2 separate regions of the Ovis canadensis genome follow, and region 2 is linked to region 1. Evidence: chromatin contacts called from public Hi-C data. All regions are on one chromosome and are shown on one strand. The core of a region is the stretch at or near the end of the contact, and the rest is flanking DNA. Distances in the headings are between cores, read along the strand shown. Region 1 has its middle 53 kb from the start of TRAF3IP2. Region 2 holds the start of REV3L (REV3 like, DNA directed polymerase zeta catalytic subunit).

Region 1 (5,040 bases), core at 307-2,806:
GGTGAGACTGTGGGAAAATGTCCCACGAAGAACAAATGCCTCTTCTCTTGAAGAATCATGCAGTATTTTTCAAGATAAATAGTTCTGTCCAGGCCCACCAACCAATAAACAACCACCCAAACCAAAAAGGATGAATGAAATCACCAATACAAATTTAATTCTTGTATCATTTATTTCTGCCCTGGAGTCATTGGTCTGGAAAGGACCTAAAACTCACGCACCTCTGCAGTTTTGTTTTATGCATGAGAAAAATGGGGTACAGAGAAACCGTGGCTCCACCAAAGCCTCATCCTCGGGCTAGAAGCCAGATAACCCTGGCTGCACATCTGCAGACATTTATTCTGTGAACCTAGAACTTTTCTAGGGTTTGAAGGTAGATTTATTCAGCAAATGACCCAGTATCTCCTGGAGGTAAACTGAGCCTCATGAACATAGGCGGCCTGAGGGAAGCTGCACCGCGGTGGCTAAAGGATTAAATGATCACGTTGCAACTTGTTCTGTGGGAAATTCTTTGGGGAATTAATTATAGTTGTGATTACATGGAGTGTGACTTTTCTTGAAGTCGTTTGACATATTTATTTTATCCTGCTCGTCCAGGAAACAGGCACAGTTGAAAAGACCTTGACACCTTCCAGAAGCCTACAGACAAAACCTGCTAGGAGATTGGTTTCTTTTTGTTGTATCTGTCAATTTCCAAAACAACAAAGCAAAGGTTTTTATTTTTTAATACTGTGATGGTCATCTCGCCCTCCCTCCTTTTTTCTTTTGTCCTCTCCCCTCTTCTGATTCTATAAAAGTGACCCTGGTTGGAGTGATATATAACTGTTTGGAACACCTGCACTACCTTTCAGATGAAGCAATGAGAAATGGATGGGTCTGGCTACCTCTCCTGTGGGTAGTGGGGAGGCTTTGGGAAGAGATGAACGTCAACAACATAAAGGAGCCCGGCTCATTCAATACAGCTGGCATTTGGGAAGGCCTGGTGCCCAGGCAGGACAGCATGTTCCTAACATCATACTGATTTGTTTCATTTTCTATTGCAAAAGGCTTTCAGATAGAATCATGAGATGCTGGTGGGAGGCTTTCAAAGACCCTGGGCAGTCACGTGCTGCCAACCCACCCACGTGTGCCACAGCCCCTCCATCTGTGCCATGCTTTTACTCACAAATCTTTAGCCTCAAGCCAAGCAGGTGGGACCTGCAAGGGGGATGCTCAGTGTAGTTCAGTTCTCTATTGAATCTCCCAAGGACTGTCTGAGTCTGGGGCTCAGTTACACTTACACAGGTGTTTAGGAAGTGATATTTGAGCCTTTGGTAAACAATGGAAGTCTTGGATCGGCATGTACCTGGGCAAAGGTGACCATGGTCTGGACCTGCCTGCTCTTTTCCAGAAACACTTGTATGGAAGGCGTAATTGCAGCCCCTGTGTCTCTCAGGACCTGTGAACCAAGACCAGGAGGGCGCAGGCTTCTTGCCCTTTGCCTGACTTCCCTTGGCTCCCTTCACCAGGAAGGTGCTGATGGTAGATGGCAGCGGGGGAGAGAGAGAGGGAGGGCGAGAGAACTCATGCCTGATGGATCCCATTAGGCTTAGTGTGCAAAGCAAGTTGAGATGAAGTAGCTGCTCTGGTATGCGGCCAAAACTGCTGTTCTATTTTTAGTCCCTCCCGCGTGCTTCTCAGCCCCGCATTGTAAGCCTGGGCACCTGGATCGGCAGCGAGACAGGGAACTGAGCCACTCGTTTGTAAAGCTGGAAGGAAGGAGGCCATTGATGCGGGGCTTGTTTATCGCTGACAGGGAAGGGGGAGCTGGAATGTTAATGAGGATGGCTCTCTGAAGCACGCCTTCATGGTGAGCTAGGAGTTCAAAGGAGGAGGCAGGCTCAGTCCTGTGCCCAGCAAATGTGAACTGTTGATAGAGGGAAGGAGAAATCAATTATGCTGTCGCAGGCCTCATGTCATTGTGCTGGAGTTGTTAGGAAAGGTAGGACAAGGACCAGATCGCAAAAGGAAACAAAGCCACATGGCCTTGAAGTATAACGAGTTTGCCATGGCAACTGATGGAAATGAGCCTCCGGGGCCCTGAGCAGGTGTGTTATCTTACAGAATAAACAGACTTCTCTCACTCCCAGGTTTTTATAATAAAACCTGTGTTTGGATTACTTTCCCCCTCCTCTTTGTTACCCGGAGAAGCTGGCTGTTGCTCAATCAGCCCAAGGCTCTGGTGAGGGAAATGTAATCAGTGTTATCAAAAGGGCTGTTTTTGAAAAGCTGGCACTCGGCTTGGCCGCCAGCCTCATCGCTGAGCAGCAGCTGGGCTACAGGTACCTGTCTGGCCTTTGCCACCTTCCAGGTGATGCCTGGCCCAGAAATCCGCCTGTTCATGCGTTCAACGGTGTGATGGGGAGGTGGGGCTCTCATGCTGGTGGTGGTCAAAAGCTGCAATCTTCCAGGGGGAGGGGAAATGTGTTTAGGTGAGTCTGGGACCCAACCAGTTTTCAGTATCTTGCATTATCTGGGATATGGGCCAAGGGTTCCTTGGGTTCAGGGATTAACTGATTCTATCTCCCAGTCTGTTGCTATAACAAAGTTCAGTTACTCAGAAACTTGCAGAGAGCTGCTGTTTCTCTGAGCTTTAAATCCATCTGAGATGGGGTCTGAGGTGACAGATTCTCATGTCCAAAATGTACACAAAATATGGAGATTTTGTAAAACCCTCCTAAATCAGAAAGAAAAGTTGACAGTCTATTGTTCCAAGGCCTAAACCAACACAGCAGGATGGTACTATTTTCATTGCTCTCACTTTGTGACTAAAGGAAAACTTCCATTCTGGCTTCAAATTGAGTTTCAAAACAAGATGCTGTTGTTTGAGTTTCAAACAAGATGCTCAAGAGTTTCATAACAGGCTCTTAGGACAGGGACAATTCTATTCTAAAAGTGAAGTAGTTGCTCAATCATGTCTGATTCTTTGTGACCCCATGGACTGTAGCCCACCAGGTTCCTCTGTCCATGGAATTCTCCAGGCAAGGATACTGGAGTGGGTTCCCTTCTCCAGGAGATCTTCCCAACCCAGGGATCGAACCTGGGTGTTCTGCATTGCAGGCAGATTCTTTACCATCTGAGCTACCAGGGAAGTCCAGTTTTACACTAGGTTTGGGCAAAACACATCCAACCCAAGAAGAATTGTGCCACCAGCTGTGTCTAAAACTCTCAGGCAGCAGTTACTGCTCCACAGCACTACACTGCACCCCCTGCTTCTTTCTTTCCTCCAATAAGATGACCCATATCAGCTCCTGCCCCTCTGTAGAGACCTATCCCCCCACACAACGCCCTGGTTGCCCCTCCATGCATCGCCTGATCTTTAAGCTTGGTAAGAAAAAAGTGGCCTGAAGAATGGATTTAAGCTATGGTGTCAGTGTGGAAACGATTTCATGCACAAACCGTCTCAGGCAAAGTGGCATCACCAAGGCCAGGCACTAAACCATGCTGTGAGGTAGGCTTAAGGGTGGGGGGGCATTCCAAAGTGGATGGGCAGGGCCTTCCCACATTGAAACTTTTGAAAGTCAAGATTCTAAACTAGGTCTTTGGATAGCAGCATATACTTACTCTTTGAAAAGACACACAAAGCGGAAGTTTCTGATAACCCAGGGTAGCATGAGAGTTCCAATGCATCATGTTACCATTTCTAAAGAAACTGTCCTGCAAAAGCTAAACCAGAAGGGTCAGGGGTGTGGTGGGGGGATGGGGAGGTTTAAGCAGCAGTCACAGGTCGGCAACCAACCTCCAATTACTTATTAAATGTCTACTATGTGCAGGGGGCTCTGCTTGGCACAAGGATCGGTGAGACATGCTGTTGCCCTCCAACTATTTAAAATCTAACTGAGGAGCTAGGCTATCCTGTGAGAAGAGAAAACCCAAGGCAGCGTACAGTAGAAGCTGAGCAAGTTGTTGGGCCAGCTGGTCCCTTTTCTCTGGTCCTCATATGACCGGGGACTGAGCTCTCATTTATGCAGTTTCAAGGTCAGATCTTCAAAGAAGTGTGAGATTGGAGATTTTTCCTAATAGGAGATGTGCTCCCTCCTCCTAAACACATACACCTTTTAGATTATAATATTCAGAGTCCCTATAAATCACCATGTAAATGAGATCTGAGTTAGGAGACAGAATGTAAGAAATGGGAAAGTATAAAAATGCATCACAGTGTGCACATTAAGCCAATAAATGACAGTGCAGCCCACAGGGCATATATCAGTCCTCTGTAAAGAGCAGCCTAGACACATGCCTCAAGGAGGGCCAGGCAGCACTGTAGGTAGTGGCAAGGTGAGGAAGTGCTACTTACATCTGGGGTTGGGGGAGAGACCTGGCTGGTGCTGGGATCACCTTAGAGAGAGCAAAGGGATTCATGCACTCTGTTGGGTAGGTTGTAGAGAATGTTTGAAGCTGATCCTATCAGCTAAATATACAAGTAACTGAGCCAGAGAGCAGAGAATGATAACGTGCTGGAATGGACAGAGAGACTCTCCATGAATGAGTACAGGCATTGTCTGAAAGAAAGAAAGTGAAAGTGAAGGTGCTCAGTCGTGTCCGACTCTTTGCGACCCCGTGGACTGTAGCCCACCAGGCTCCTCTGTCCATGGGATTCTCCAGGCAAGACTACTGGAGTGGGTCACCATTGTCTCACATGCTCAAACAATATCTGTGGCAGAAAACACTGACCAGCTTGGTCTGTGATGTGTTTTGACATGTTTTGTACTTGAGTGAGTAGTAATCAGACACACCTGAGTTTGAATCTCGGCTCGCTTACAAGTTGTGTGTTCTTAGACACATTATTTTACCTCTCAGAGTCTCAGCCACTGTAATGGGGACAAGAGGACAACGTCCAGGGAGGTTGTCAGGATGAGGGAAGAAGGATGACACAAATATTGTAGAACAGTGCCTGGCATGCAGTAAGCGACAATCCTTCGTTTCTTGCCCTTTCCTTCTTGCTTTCTACCTCATAATGAATGATTACTTATGGGAACTTTGAATCTTTTCTTATTTTTA
Region 2 (4,674 bases), core at 281-2,780, 60 kb after region 1:
ATATTAGTAGAAATCTTGCAAGATATGTTTATAATCATGCTCTCAGGTTGAAAACGCAAGCTAATTTGATGCGGTAATCAGTCTCGAATTCCCTGGAGCACAGATTCTTATTAGCATTTTATGTCGTGGAATTTATAGACAGCTTACCAGTGCTCTCCCTTTGAGCTTTCTGGTTTTCCTACTTTGAGAACCACAGTATCTCCAAATGAGAATCTCTCACAACACTTCAAATATATAGCAACCTATTAACCATTAAAATACACCTGGAAATACATGTGTGAAAGAACGATCTCTAATTTGGATAGATTGAAAATGACTGTCAAAAGTCCTAATTCAGTAGCATATTTCAAACTCGAAACCACGGTTTCTGCCGTCTACTGCTTAAATAATTTTACTGGGAGGAAACTCTTACAAATTTTTAAGTGAAAACTCTCGTTTCACAGGTGAGCAAACTGAGGCCCCGGAAAAAAACAATTTGTCCAAGGTCACGCCCAGTGTTAGTGACCAAGTCAGACAAAAACCTAATGGTTCCAATATTATGGACAACTCAGCTGCATCGCTTACTACACTTTTAACCCCTTGCTTTCACAACTGCACCCCTCCTTTTTGGATGAAGTTGTTTCGTCTAACGGGCCTTCCCTTTTGCTTTCTGGCCTTAGGCTAGTAAACCCTCACACAAACCATTAATGAGTAACACTGGGAGTCCACATCTGATGCGGTGACTTTCATGGGCCTTTTTCTTTGGCCGAAAATTTCGCTGAAGGGCTCTTAATCCTACATTCCGCCGAAGAAGGCAGGGGAGGAGGGAGGTCACTGGGAACTGACAAGTCCTTACATGTCCAGGCGCGCGCCCGGGACGCAGCCTGCGGGCCCCGGGAGGAAACCAAGGAAGGATATACTACGGCGAGAGGGAAGCAAAGGGGCGGGAGAAAAACACTGCGGTGGGAAATCCCTGTGCACTGGATCTGCCAACCCCTGGCAAAGATGAGCAGAGCCGAGCGTGAATAAATCTCATTAAGCGGCCGGGTGCAGACACTGCAGAACGGCGGCAGAGGCGGGGGCCCGGCGTCTCGCACGTTCGGGAGGGAACGGCGGGGCGGCCCTTTTATAGGCCGAAGCCCGCGCTCGCGCGCCCCCGCCCCTCGCGCCGCCCCCGGGCCACGCGCGAGGCCGCAGCGTTACCTGAGAAGGGCCGGCTGCGTCCGCCACCCCCGCCTCCCGCGAGGCCGAGGCGGCACGAGATCTGCGCCTCGCCTACCCCCCCACCCCGCCCCGCTCCCCCGGGCGGGTTTTCTTACCTTGTAAAAGGCCGTTTCCGCGGCTGCCCCCGCCTTCTCTGCAGGATGTGAAATGGCGGTCGGCGAGGCGAGCGCGATCGCCGCGGCTCCGGCCAATCCCGCCTAGCCGCCAAAAAACGACCCTGAACACTGGCGCCCCCCTCCCCGCCGGGCCCTCCGAGCCCATCCATGACATCGGTGCTCCGCCGCCCCCTCCCTCCGCTGCCCCTCACCCCAGGTGGCCGTGCCCAACGGCCGAGTCATCGATTCCCCGTGCCCAGCGCGGGCCCGGCTCTCCTGCAGCCTCCGCCCTCGCGGCGTGCCCGGGGGCGGGGGGAGAAAAACACCTACTCGGCCCCCCGCTTGGGTGTCCCGCTCGGGTGCCCGCCCCGCTCCCTCCCTTTCCGCCGTGTCCCCTCCCCCAACTACTCTTGGCCCTCCCTTCACCCCACACGCTCACACACACACAACCCCTTCTCCCCTCCCCCAGTGGTTGCGTCCGTGACATCATCATCATGGCAACAAGAGCTGCAGCCGGGGACCGAGGAGCCCGTGTAATTCCCGGCGGCGGCGGCAGTGGCGGTAGCACCAGCAGCAGCACCGACGAAAGCGCGAGGGCTTCTCCCCGGTCGCCCCTCGCCGGGTGCTCCTGAGGAGGCGGCGGCAGCAGTGCCCACGCCGCCCCGCCCGCCGCCGCGGCTCGCCGTGTCTGAGTGTGAGGGGAGGGGGCGCCGCCGCCGCCGCCGCCGCCGCTGCTGTGGGGCCGCCGCTGCGGAAGGAACCGCCGCTGCTGCTGCCGTTGCCAGGTCGCTAGTGAAGAGGAGGCGGCGGCGGCGGCGGCAAACATGTTTTCAGTGAGGATAGTGACTGCCGACTACTACATGGCCAGCCCGCTGCAGGGGCTGGATATCTGCCAATCCCCCCTCACCCAGGCCCCTGTCAAGAAGGTGCCGGTGGTGCGAATCTTCGGAGCGACCCCGGCAGGTAAGCGGGCGCGGGGCGCGGGCGGGAGCGGCGGGCGCCCGGGCAGCTCTCCCCGCCGCGCACTCGCGCGCACGCCGCCGGCGCCGGCCCTCTCGGCTGATCGCCGCCGCGTCTTCCCTCCCCTTCGCCCTCCTCGCCTTTTCCTCCCGAGCATGACAAGAGGCGCAAAAATGTGGGTCCGCGAGAGCGTTCCGCCCCCTCCTCCCCCCATCCAACCCCAGGCGGGGAGGCGGCGGGCGCCGAGTGTTTACACTGCGTGGGGCGGTCGGGAGCCGGGTCCGCACACTCGGGGTCGCGCGGGCAGGCGGAGCGGGCGTCGCTCTCGCCCCGGAGGACGGGGTCAGGTGGCCGCGCCATGTCTTCCGTGAGCGGGCGCGCAGGGCCCCCCTCTGAGGTGGGTGACTGGTGGGACCTCGGACAGCCTCTGCGTCTCCCAAGTGCCCCTTGCTGGACGCGGCTTGAGGAGTAGGGAAGTGTCAGCTCTGTTGTCAGTCGCTCCTCGTCGCCTCTTCTCAGCAGCGCTCTCCTCTGCCCCTTCTGGAGATGCTGTGGGCTTAAGAGTGGCGCCTGGGGCCAGATAATCTTTCTCATTGAAGTGACCATGTGGTTCTGCTGTGAGGGCAGATCGTAACTGCTTAGAGTTTCAAGTAAAGCCTCGGAGTCTGGGGGCAGGGCTGCGCCCCCAGGTGCGTTGCTTTCAGGGAAGTGTGTATCCGCGGAAGAAGGAAATGCATGTTTATGTCGCCCAGTGTAAAACATCCCACTTAATAGCGTCAATTTCATAAGAACCACAGCTAAACCCAGCAACGCAAACATTAAAGAAATGTCCCTATGCTGGGTTGCAGGATTGCATTTTAAATACATGTACGTTTACGACAAGACACTTTTTAATAGGCTGTTTTGTTTTCAAAAACTATTTCGAACAAGTGGGGTGGGGAGACAGAAGCTACGTTCTCGGAAGCTCTTGGGAATTTATGATAGTGTAAGTAGGATAGTGGCCAGATTTGCAAGGTTTTAAATTGTTTTGCTTTTCTACACGCTTTGAACTGCCTATGTGAAATAATGGAGCTGCCTTCTAGAAAGAGATGCTCTCTAGCTATGTACTGCCCTATGGGATTTTAGATAGCATTTCCCACTTGATGCTCCTTGCCCTAATCACCATTCATCTTATTACTACAGTCAGTTTTCCTGTGGGCTATCAAGATAATAGCACTTGCCAAACTCAAGCACTCATTCTAAGCAGTTGTCTTTTAATGTGAATTCTCGTCGTTAAAAATTTCAGTGTTGTTAGTGAGATTTGATAGAATGATATTTGCTATTTCTTTTTATAATAGTGACAAAGCTTTTGATGATATGGACTTTTTAAGTTGGGGCATTTGAATGCTGTTAACAATTTGTTGAAAGTGTAACACCTGAAACTCAGAGGCTGGAGAATAGAGGCAATAAAATGTTTTAAAGGGTAGATTTTCTGCCCTTTTAAGTATGGTGGTGCTGTCTTTATTTCTAATTGGAATTTCAGTGTATTATACTGTTTTTTTTTTTTCACTTCAGGTACAGAGGAAAAATAAGATAGTGATGTTGATATAACTGTTCAGCCACATTTTGAAATTATCAGGGGACGTGCTAATACTGTGGCATATACTGGCTATTACAATTTATATGGTTTGGGTTACTTTTCTACACATAATTTTTTTTCTACACTAGTCATTAAATATGTATCTTTGAGTGATTTGCAAGTTTTGTTTTATAGGCAAGTTTTGTTTGGAAAAAAATTTTACTGAGCTAGTAGTAATTTTATTATATGAAAAAAATTCTTTAAAAAATAATATGGTGTACTTTTGTTTCTCAGTATTAAAAAAAGACGTGAACTAGTCTGCAGAAAGAAATACATATTTCTTTCCTCTTGGCCATCTTACAATAGATTACCAGCATCACTTCTCTTTAAAAAAAACCTGGATTTTTAAAAATACATCTTGAAATGTATAATGTAAATCAGTTTTTTGGTATATACATTGAAAGATACAAAACTTGATACAGAGAATTTCAAACTTTAAGTTGTTAAGGATTATTGAATTGAGTTTAAAATTTTTGTGTTTCCTCAAAAGGTAAAAAATTTTGATGTCACTGGCATACATTTAGAGTTTACAGCTTTCAGAAATCAAGTCATTTCTAGCACATAAAATTAATGTTAATAAGCATAAACAAAAACTATACTATTATCTGCTCCTGAATTCTCTCCCCAAAGAAAACCAGTCCAGCCACCTAGTAAAATAAATTTTGAAAATAATATAAAAAAGAAGTCAATTTGGTTCTCTAGTTTGAATGTTAGAATTTTTAATGAAAACAGATTTATTGTTTGAAATCACAAACTATGTTTATATATCTACTAATTTGTAAAATTAATGAAAAATTG

Evidence for each region. A called contact is a pair of places that touch in the nucleus more often than the background predicts.
Region 2: a Hi-C map of fibroblasts shows a contact between it and region 1, with 2.0 times the contacts expected there. The contact joins the promoter of REV3L here to the enhancer-like site in region 1. A contact is called at or near these places in 2 of 2 Hi-C or Micro-C datasets (fibroblasts and lung).

The regions. Positions count from the first base shown.
Region 1 is chr8:36,930,990-36,936,029 of ARS-UI_OviCan_v2, forward strand. No RefSeq gene overlaps it. Among named protein-coding and RNA genes, the nearest start is that of TRAF3IP2, 53 kb to the left of the region's middle. Within about 2 kb of position 1,557, the one cell type or tissue checked has open chromatin away from gene starts, as enhancers often do. A contact at or near this core is called in fibroblasts, where this site is marked.
Region 2 is chr8:36,990,733-36,995,406 of ARS-UI_OviCan_v2, forward strand. It overlaps REV3L (REV3 like, DNA directed polymerase zeta catalytic subunit), which reads left to right and starts at 1,531. Exons shown (of 33, transcript XM_069598110.1): 1 at 1,531-2,261. LOC138444735 (neuroligin 4-like) reads right to left here and starts at 2,186. Exons shown (of 6, transcript XM_069598111.1): 1 at 1,511-2,186; 2 at 1,299-1,400. The coding sequence starts at 2,124.